Regions from separate parts of the Mus musculus genome. Here all the other regions are linked to region 2. Evidence: chromatin contacts called from public promoter capture Hi-C data. All regions are on one chromosome and are shown on one strand. The core of a region is the stretch at or near the end of the contact, and the rest is flanking DNA. Distances in the headings are between cores, read along the strand shown. Region 1 holds the start of Nyx (nyctalopin). Region 2 holds the start of Kdm6a (lysine (K)-specific demethylase 6A). Region 3 holds the start of Ddx3x (DEAD box helicase 3, X-linked).

Region 1 (2,700 bases), core at 89-2,588, 4.7 Mb before region 2:
ATTTTATTTATTGTTACATACATATTTGTGTGCATGTGAGTATGAAATATGCACGCGCGTGTGCACACACACACACACACACATATCCAACCTGCTCAGTCCATTTTTGTTGGTGATGTGTGTGTGTGTGTGTGTGTGTGTGTATGTGTGTTCAAGGCTGACCATTCTGCATTAGACAACCAATTAAGGATGCTCATTACTGGGAGAGGCTAGTCATCTTTCCCAAAGCCATTAGTTGCCTGTAGGTAGCTCTTTGCCTAAGGATGGGGCCTGGTGGATTTCCCCTTCCCTGAGAACATGTCTGTGATATTACCTTTGTTCTGGTTTGTTTATGCAGTCATTTGTAGGAGAGACCATTTCACAGCAGACTTCCTTCTCTTCATCGATGCTCCCTGAGTCATAGATGCAGGAGTGGTGGTGTAGGTGTATCCATTGGGCCTGAGCTCCCTAGAATCTATTGCTCCAGTTGTGGTTTTCTGTGGTAGCCTCCATTTGCTGTAAGGAGAGGGTTCTTTCACGAGGAACGGTAGCCACATGTATCCAGGAAAGGCGACTCTCAAACCTAACAGGATTTTAAATTCAAGTCCAGGTGAGGAAAATGTTTTAAAGCTCACCCATTTTTTCAAATAGACGCCTCAGGGGTTTTGTGGGGTGGAAGATCCCATCCCATCTCAGGCCCGACAGACTTCTTTGTCCCTAGATCCATTCCTTTGACAGGTGGAAAGTGGAAGCCTTTGTATCTTTTCTTTGCTGGTCAGCTTCAAGCTCTAGCCTCGTGTATGTCTGTCAAACACTAATTTTCTAAGTGGCAAAAGGTGCCTATCTGAGAGCAGCAGGGAGGCCCAAGCCTCTCCCAGCATTTGTTTTTCTGACAGGTCATCAGCAGAGACTCAGTTGCCTGGTGGCTCAACATTGCACAGACTCAGGTATCTTCGATGGCTTGTCTTCTGAAATCAGATGTTCCGGGATCTTTTGCCTGCCTTGAATACCTGTGATAAGAGAATTCTGAAACTCTCTAAATTAAGTTACAGGCCAGAGAATGGAGGAAGAGATCAGATGAGATTATTTTAACTGACAGCTTCCAGCTAAATCAACAAAGAAAAGGACAAATCTGCTGCACTGCATTGTTGCCCTGTGTGCCGAAGACTACCCATTGAAGGTCACCTCACTTTCAGCTTTCAGAACGGACTTGCCAAAATGCAGCAATTCTGCTATGGACTGACTAACCCTTCACTCCTGGGACTCTGCCCAATTCCTCTTATCCTAGTCCTTCTGATCACAGATCAGAACAATTCCTTTCTTCCCCCTAACATTTTATTCTAAAGCCTCTAGCTCCTTAGGTCCATAACTACTGATTTCAACTGTTGTCTGGCCGTGCTGCTGGTGGCTTAGGAAACCTGTCCCAGGACCTCTTTCACCTCTTAGCATGTGTCAGCGCCATCAACCATTGTTTCAGAGGCCTCTTTGAGACTGGGACATTGATTTGATACTTGGCAGTTCCCTGCTGCATTGAGTTTGGGTCTTTTCCTTGGGCAAGGCAGATGGGCCTACAGCTCTATTTTTGGAGGCCACAGAGAGTGGCGATTTCACATGCAGCTCCTGGAACGTGCATTTTGGAGTATTAGGGCAGCGAGTCTGTTGAGAAGCACAGCAGAAGAAATCCTGGGCCAACCCTTTATGTGCTGTGTCAGACTGGCTTATTATCCACCCTCCTGACTCCAGGGTCAGTCAGGTGAGTAGGTCACTGAAGGACCCTCTCCAGAGGGACTTTTGGCAGGCTGTCCTTTGACCAGGGCAGCTAGCCTTCCAGCGACTTCAGGTGCGTGACTAAGATTTCCGGCTCAGGCGTGCCCCGGGCCTTTCCGGGCCAGGCAGCCGCCCCCGCGCCGCCATGCTGGAGCCTGCTTCCTGGCGGGGACGATAAGATAGGTTGCGGTGGCACTGGTCCAGCGCTGGAGCTTCAGCGCCCTCTGATGGGCAAGCCTGGGAGGGCGGGGCCCATGCTCGGATGCCCCGCCCCACCAGACCTTGGGAGCGGGCGGGGCTGCAGCACGGGTTACCCGCAGTGGCTGTCCAGGTTTCGCAAGGACGTGACCTTGAGAGGGAAAAAGTCCCCTGGTGCGTCACGAGTGGTTGCTAACCCGGGCTAGCGAGCTGAACTAGTTTTCGAAATCCAGAGAGGTGGGAAGGAATAGGGACTTAAACGTTCATACTGGGGACTCGTGGCCAGCTGCCCCTCTACGACCGACCGCCAAGGCACGCTTTGTGCGCAGGACCCGGAATCCGGTACGAGCCTGCATCCCGACTTTGTCTGGGCCTGTCCTTGGGGTGACGTCATTCTGAGAGTCAGCAGAATAAGTAGCGTCCCCTGCTGCAGTCCAGAGCTAAGGCTGTGAATTCAGGTCGATTCCCCCAGCCCTACAAGGAGCCAGGGATTCCAACAAAAGGATGGTTTCAGCTAAGGCAGTTTAGGGGTGCCTCATCCTGATCTCACATAGGCAGTGAGGGTGACTCTTTGGCTTCTTACTGGAATCTCAGGAGAGAAAACAAAAAAAAAAAAAAAACAACAAAAGCAAAACAACAAAAACCAACCATAACCTAGGCGACCAATTCCTTGCTCTGCCTTCAGCATTGTAACCTCAAGTTTTCTGAAGAAGCTTCGTCTGATTAGAACAACTTGGTGTGGAATTTTGTGAAAAG
Region 2 (2,700 bases), core at 193-2,692:
ATATAATCCATACAAAACTAGTTTATTCATCTAGTTACTAGTCTCCAGGCAACAATTTAAAGCTCTGTCTGTCTGCAAAATTAGTTGGGACTTTTATAGTCTCTCATTGAAGAACACAGCTAGGATTTACTGACTCAGCACTTATATATTCTGAAATCTAAATTTAAATATACCCTATTGATTACAGGTGTAAACTTATATAAAACATATAAAGCTTGGTTTATAAACGGATCTTTTCTTCATATAGTCCATTTACTAATATTTTCTATCCCAAAGACTGGAGGTGTGATGAGATACATCACATTATATCTGCCTTTTCAAAATAGTCGATGGAAAGTTTGGTCTATCTCCTGATTATACTATGGGTCAAACACCAGACTTATTTGTACCTGAGGGACAGAACAAGCAAATGTTACTGCTAAGGGTTTCCTATGTAGTGGAAGCAGAAAAAGGCTGGCAGGAAGCTGTGTTGAGGATTCTATTTCTCTAAGGCCAGTTCACATACAGCTCCTACTCTTCCATGGAGTACCCACTGAGATGACAGCAACAGAACCCAACATTCTGAAATCCCCCTCGACAAATTTCACTGTTTCTGTTTTTTTCTTTATAGTATAACGAATTACTGCTAGGGCGTAGGGTATATGCAAGCAGCAGGAATATCTGGCCCGAAAGTGCTGCCAACAGACAGACCTTTGGCGGTGGGGTGCGGGAGCCAGCGCGCCAGACCCCCTGCAGGCGACTGACTCTTCATTCCTCCCTGCCTGGGGTGAGTGGGCGGGGGTCGGGAGACGTTTTCCCCTTCCCCTTTTGAAAGGGTATGGGGCTTCGCGTGGCCTTGTCTAGGGCGGCGCCCAGGCTGCAGGGTATGAAGCCGGCTGCTGCTCCTCTGGCGCACTCCTCGTGGAGGCTATTATTTCTAGCAGTGCGCCTTCTTCCGAGGGCAGAGGTCTGGGGCCGAGTGTTCCCTCCCCGCGACTCAGCTGGTGTCCAGCCCTGTCGGGATCGATATTCCCGGAGTGCGCGAGCGCTAGCAGGACCACCGAAATCACAGTCTTGGCCCACCCTAGGGCTTCCGGGCAGCCAGAGGCTGTCCTAGGCTTTCTCGTTGGCGCTCGCTACAGGCGGTGCCGGACCTCGCCCAGACTGAGCACTCCCCTCCCCCCCCCGATCCCACCACGGCTCCCGAAGGGACACAGCCTGGACCCCTCCATTCTCTGCCTGTGTATTTAAGTAGCACAACCTAACCGGCTGCTCCCACTGGGTGACAACCCTACTCCGGACAGACGTGCCTATCAGCCAACCACCGACCAGAACTGGCGAGCATCCCGCTCTCGGATCTGTGGCGGCCTCGGTGGGCGGGGCTAAAGCAGCTAGCAAGTTAAGTGGAGCCACGACTGACGCGAGTCAACAAAGGTCACGTGAGGCGAGGGGCTGCTCTGGTTGGCTGCGCCGAGCGGGCTGTGAGGGGGGGGTCACGGCAGCGGCGTGGGGTTCGCTGTGTGACACAATTACAACAACTTTGTGCTGGTGCCGGGGAAGTTTGTGTCTCCTACGAATCCCCCCCAGAGCTCCCGCTCCTCGCGCGCTCCGGCCATTCCCGCCGACCCTGCCTGTGGCTGCCCCCTTCCCATCCCCGCGATGTGACCCTACAGCCGAGCCGTCGCCGCTCCGGACCCAGTGGTTCCACAGCCTCTGCTGCCTCTGCCTTCACCTCTACCGCGTTAGGATTTTTCGCTGCCGCCTCTCGCGGCAGAGGAGGAGGCAGAAATAAAGTTGGTGTGCCGGTCTTGTGCGGAGATTGGAGGCGTCCTTGCGGGCTCCGGCCCGGAGAGGGGGGGTGTCGGCGTTGGAGTTGTGAATTCGCTGCGTTTCCATGAAATCCTGCGGAGTGTCGCTCGCTACCGCCGCCGCCGCCGCCGCCGCCGCCGCTTTCGGTGATGAGGAAAAGAAAATGGCGGCGGGAAAAGCGAGCGGCGAGAGCGAGGAGGCGTCCCCCAGCCTGACAGCGGAGGAGAGGGAGGCGCTCGGCGGACTGGACAGGTACGGGGAGCGGGCACTCGCCCGGGCGGCTCGGGACAGGCTGGCGCCACTCTCCGAGGAGGCCGGAGCGCGGCTAGCCTGTGGCGGCCGTGGGGCGGGCACCTCGGCTTGGCGCTCTCGGCTCCGCTGACGCCCGGGCCTCGGGCTTTGGCACGGACGGGTCGGCGCCGATGCCGGGGCACTAACGAGCGGCGTGTGTCTTTCTCCGCAGCCGCCTTTTCGGGTTCGTGAGGTTTCATGAAGATGGCGCCAGGATGAAGGCCCTGCTGGGCAAGGTAAGGCAAACCGCGGGCCGGAGCGCGGACGCGGTCTCTCGAGCCAGAGGCGCGCTCGCCTGGGGCACCGGGGCCGGGTCACCACTCATTGTGGCCTCGAAAGACGGCCGAGGGGCTTCCGGAAAACTATTTCCTGCTACTGCGCTCCCCTCCACCCCCTGATACCTCGCTTGCTCTCTTGAGAGATCACTTCTCTTGGAGCCAGAGGACAGAGGCAGTGGCGCTTTTGGGGCCAAGCTCATGTGGGGCTTCCAAATTGACTACGATTTTACCGCCCTTGGAGGCTAGGCGGATGATCTCTGAGGTGCCTAGGGAGGGTCATGAGTTCGTAAACAGCTGTAGATTTCCTTAAATCCCCCGCTCGTTATCTTCCCTGGTTATTAAG
Region 3 (2,700 bases), core at 119-2,618, 4.9 Mb before region 2:
ATTTTACAAACTGGAAAAGTAGAAGAGTTTGTACAGTAAACTATGTGATGAGAAGTAATTGTTTGAATTCTGGCAGCAGAAGGCCCCTGGTGGGGGGGTTGGGTTTGGGGTTGAGGTGGGGGGGGTGCTGAGTCCTGTGTTTTATTTGTGAAACTGAGGGTCAGAAAGGAGTATCTTTTAGGTAACTTGTGTGCTGCCATTGCCTAAAAGCTGAGGGCTCAATATATTCTTTTGGTTTTGTTGTTTAAGGGTATGTGTTTTTGAAGCTGAGTCTTGGGGGGTGGTCCGCCTAGAAGCGGGGTCCACCAGAATCGGCCCGTTTGATGACAGACCCCTTTTTCCTCCATATTCTGTCTAGTGGAGAGAGAGGCCTGAGGCAAGTTATCTCGGTCAGGGAGACACAGGTTGTGTCCAGTCACACATTCTCGCCTCCCTGGGGTCCCTTACTGTGCCAACAGCCACAGGCTGGTGCCAGGAATGCCACGCGGAAGGACACAGGGGCCTACAATAAGTGACTCTTTCACAAACGAGAGAGGCTCCGGGTCCCGGGAGGGTCCTGGATTGCCGGCTCTAGATTCGCGTGAGATAGTTTTATTGTTCCTTCAGAGTGGGGCTGTGGGAGTGATGCTATCTATAGGCAACGGCGATCTGAAGCCTACAGCAACCCGCACATCCCCTACAGTCCCTGCTCAGATGGACTCGGGTCACCATGCAGCCTTCCACCTTTCTGCTTCTCATTTCTAGTTCCCTTCCCCCTTTCTCCTCCCCGCCCTCCCGCAGTTTTCCCGTCCCTCCCTCCCATTCCCAGCACTAGTCAAGCGAGTTTCCCTTCTTCACAAGATGGCCACCTTGCTGGACACCCACGGTCACGTGATCCCACTGCCCTCCACGCAGAGCCAGGGCTCATTAGTTAGGCCAGACAAAGCCCACTGCATCATCTCCACGCCCGGGGACGGAGAGGAAGGGACGAGTGCTAGAAAGAAGGACGAAAACTGGGTACACAGGGGAGGAGCAGCCAATCAACCTAGTTTAAAGCTTAGGGCCTTAAGGCTAGAGGACGGTCAGCAATCATTTCTCGCGAGATCTCGAGAAAACAGTAAGATTAGGGGACCGGTGGAGACCAGGGGATAGCAAACCCAGGAGAACCAGAACCACATATACCCAAGGCTTCTTTATGAGCCGACGAGGACGCGGGTAACTGGACTGATTAGGAAATCTCACGGGACTCAGCCGAGCAACGCACCGTAAGCAGGCAGAGCTCCTAACGGCAGTGGCCGGCCGCCCGGGAGAGGAGGGCACACGTCTTACGTGCTGACGTAGCAGTCCTCCGAGTCGGTATATAAGGTCGGTGGCCGCGCGGTGCGCTTCAAAGCCGCAGTTCTCCCGTGAGAGGGCCTTTGCGGTAGAGGCAGCCTTTGCTCAGCAGCGGAAGACTCCGATTTCTCGGTACTCTTCAGGGATGAGTCATGTGGCAGTGGAAAATGCGCTCGGGCTGGACCAGCAGGTGAGCCTGAGCCGCGGGGGTCGCTGCATCACTTTGCCCCCTGCCCTAGCCTGCCTTGTGGCGCAGCTCTTTAAGTTCTGCTTTTTGCCTTCCCGTCTCCCTGGACGGCTCGGGCCGGCGGGTGGCCAGTGGCTAGGGGCTCTGGAGGGACTGGATGCTTGCGGGGGGAGTGCTAGAGCCGGTGATTCCTCCGGCTCGGCTCGGTGCGCGGTATTGTCCCTGGCCCGAGCACAATGGCGGCTTTTGTGTCTGTGCGCAGGCGAGCGGAGGGGGAGGGGGCGCGCGCATTCGGGCGCACGCGCGTCCCCTGGTTGATTAGTGACCCGCAGGTGGGGATCGGGGCGGTCGGGGGGGGGAGATTGCCCCGCGTGGCGTGGCGGGGCCCGGGTGGATGGTTTTGGCCCCGGATTTCCGGGGCTTTGGGCTTCCATGGCCCCAGTGGCTGTGGTTTGGAAATTAGGGAGCTGGCGGCGGCGCGCGGGCTGGCCGAGTGGCCCCGCGGCGCTGGAATGTGGGAGGGGGCGCCGCGGGAGGGGGGCTGGCCTCTGCGCGGGCTAATGGCGGCGGCCTCCTTTGTGTGGCGCAGGCCGGCGGTGCTGCGCGGTCGCCCCCCCACCCCCATCCCCATCCCCCCGGGTCTGCCCGCCAGCGGGTTCGCCTGCAAGCCAGCTGGGTTGCTTCGGCCCCGCCGGCCCGGTGCGTCGCGGCAGGGGAGGCCGCGGTTCCCGAGTGGAAAGTTTTGTGACGCAGAAATTTCAGGGCGGATTGGGCGGGGGGAGGAGGGGGAGGGAGGCCAGGGCCGCTGCGTGCGCACTTGCGCCGGGCTTGGCGGTGACGCGAGCCACCCGGCGCGGCCCTTGCTCAGCCTTAGGCTCCAGGAAACGACCGCGCGGCCCGAGCCGGGCACGCCCGCCCTTTACCTGGGCGCAAGGGAGGACCACGCGCCTTGCGAGTGATGGCCCACTCTGGGATCCTCTAGAGGCAAAATGCCCAGAATATGGCAACAGATAACTTGTTGCTGCCATCGAAGTAAAATTGGGAGATTGGTCAGGCCTGGTTTCTGATTACTTAATCGAGACTCCATTTCTAGATTTAGAGGCCAAGGAGATGAGGGTCTGGTGCCTTCTGCCTGACCTATGACCTGCTACAGTAAATCTTCCATGTTGTGACACATTGTAACTTAAGGGACACTGGTA

Evidence for each region. Promoter capture Hi-C pulls out the DNA fragments that hold promoters and counts their contacts.
Region 1: a promoter capture Hi-C map of pre-B cells shows a contact between it and region 2. The contact joins the promoter of Nyx here to the promoter of Kdm6a in region 2. A contact is called at or near these places in 2 of 39 promoter capture datasets (cranial neural crest and pre-B cells).
Region 3: a promoter capture Hi-C map of pre-B cells shows a contact between it and region 2. The contact joins the promoter of Ddx3x here to the promoter of Kdm6a in region 2. A contact is called at or near these places in 4 of 39 promoter capture datasets (cranial neural crest, frontonasal cranial neural crest, maxillary cranial neural crest and 1 more) and 1 of 484 Hi-C or Micro-C datasets (uterus).

What each region holds. Positions count from the first base shown.
Region 1 is chrX:13,459,752-13,462,451 of GRCm38.p6, forward strand. Nyx (nyctalopin) reads left to right here and starts at 1,339. Exons shown (of 4, transcript NM_173415.5): 1 at 1,339-1,732.
Region 2 is chrX:18,161,133-18,163,832 of GRCm38.p6, forward strand. It overlaps Kdm6a (lysine (K)-specific demethylase 6A), which reads left to right and starts at 1,443. Exons shown (of 29, transcript NM_001310444.1): 1 at 1,443-2,040; 2 at 2,252-2,315. The coding sequence starts at 1,874.
Region 3 is chrX:13,279,654-13,282,353 of GRCm38.p6, forward strand. It overlaps Ddx3x (DEAD box helicase 3, X-linked), which reads left to right and starts at 1,369. Exons shown (of 17, transcript NM_010028.3): 1 at 1,369-1,504. The coding sequence starts at 1,460.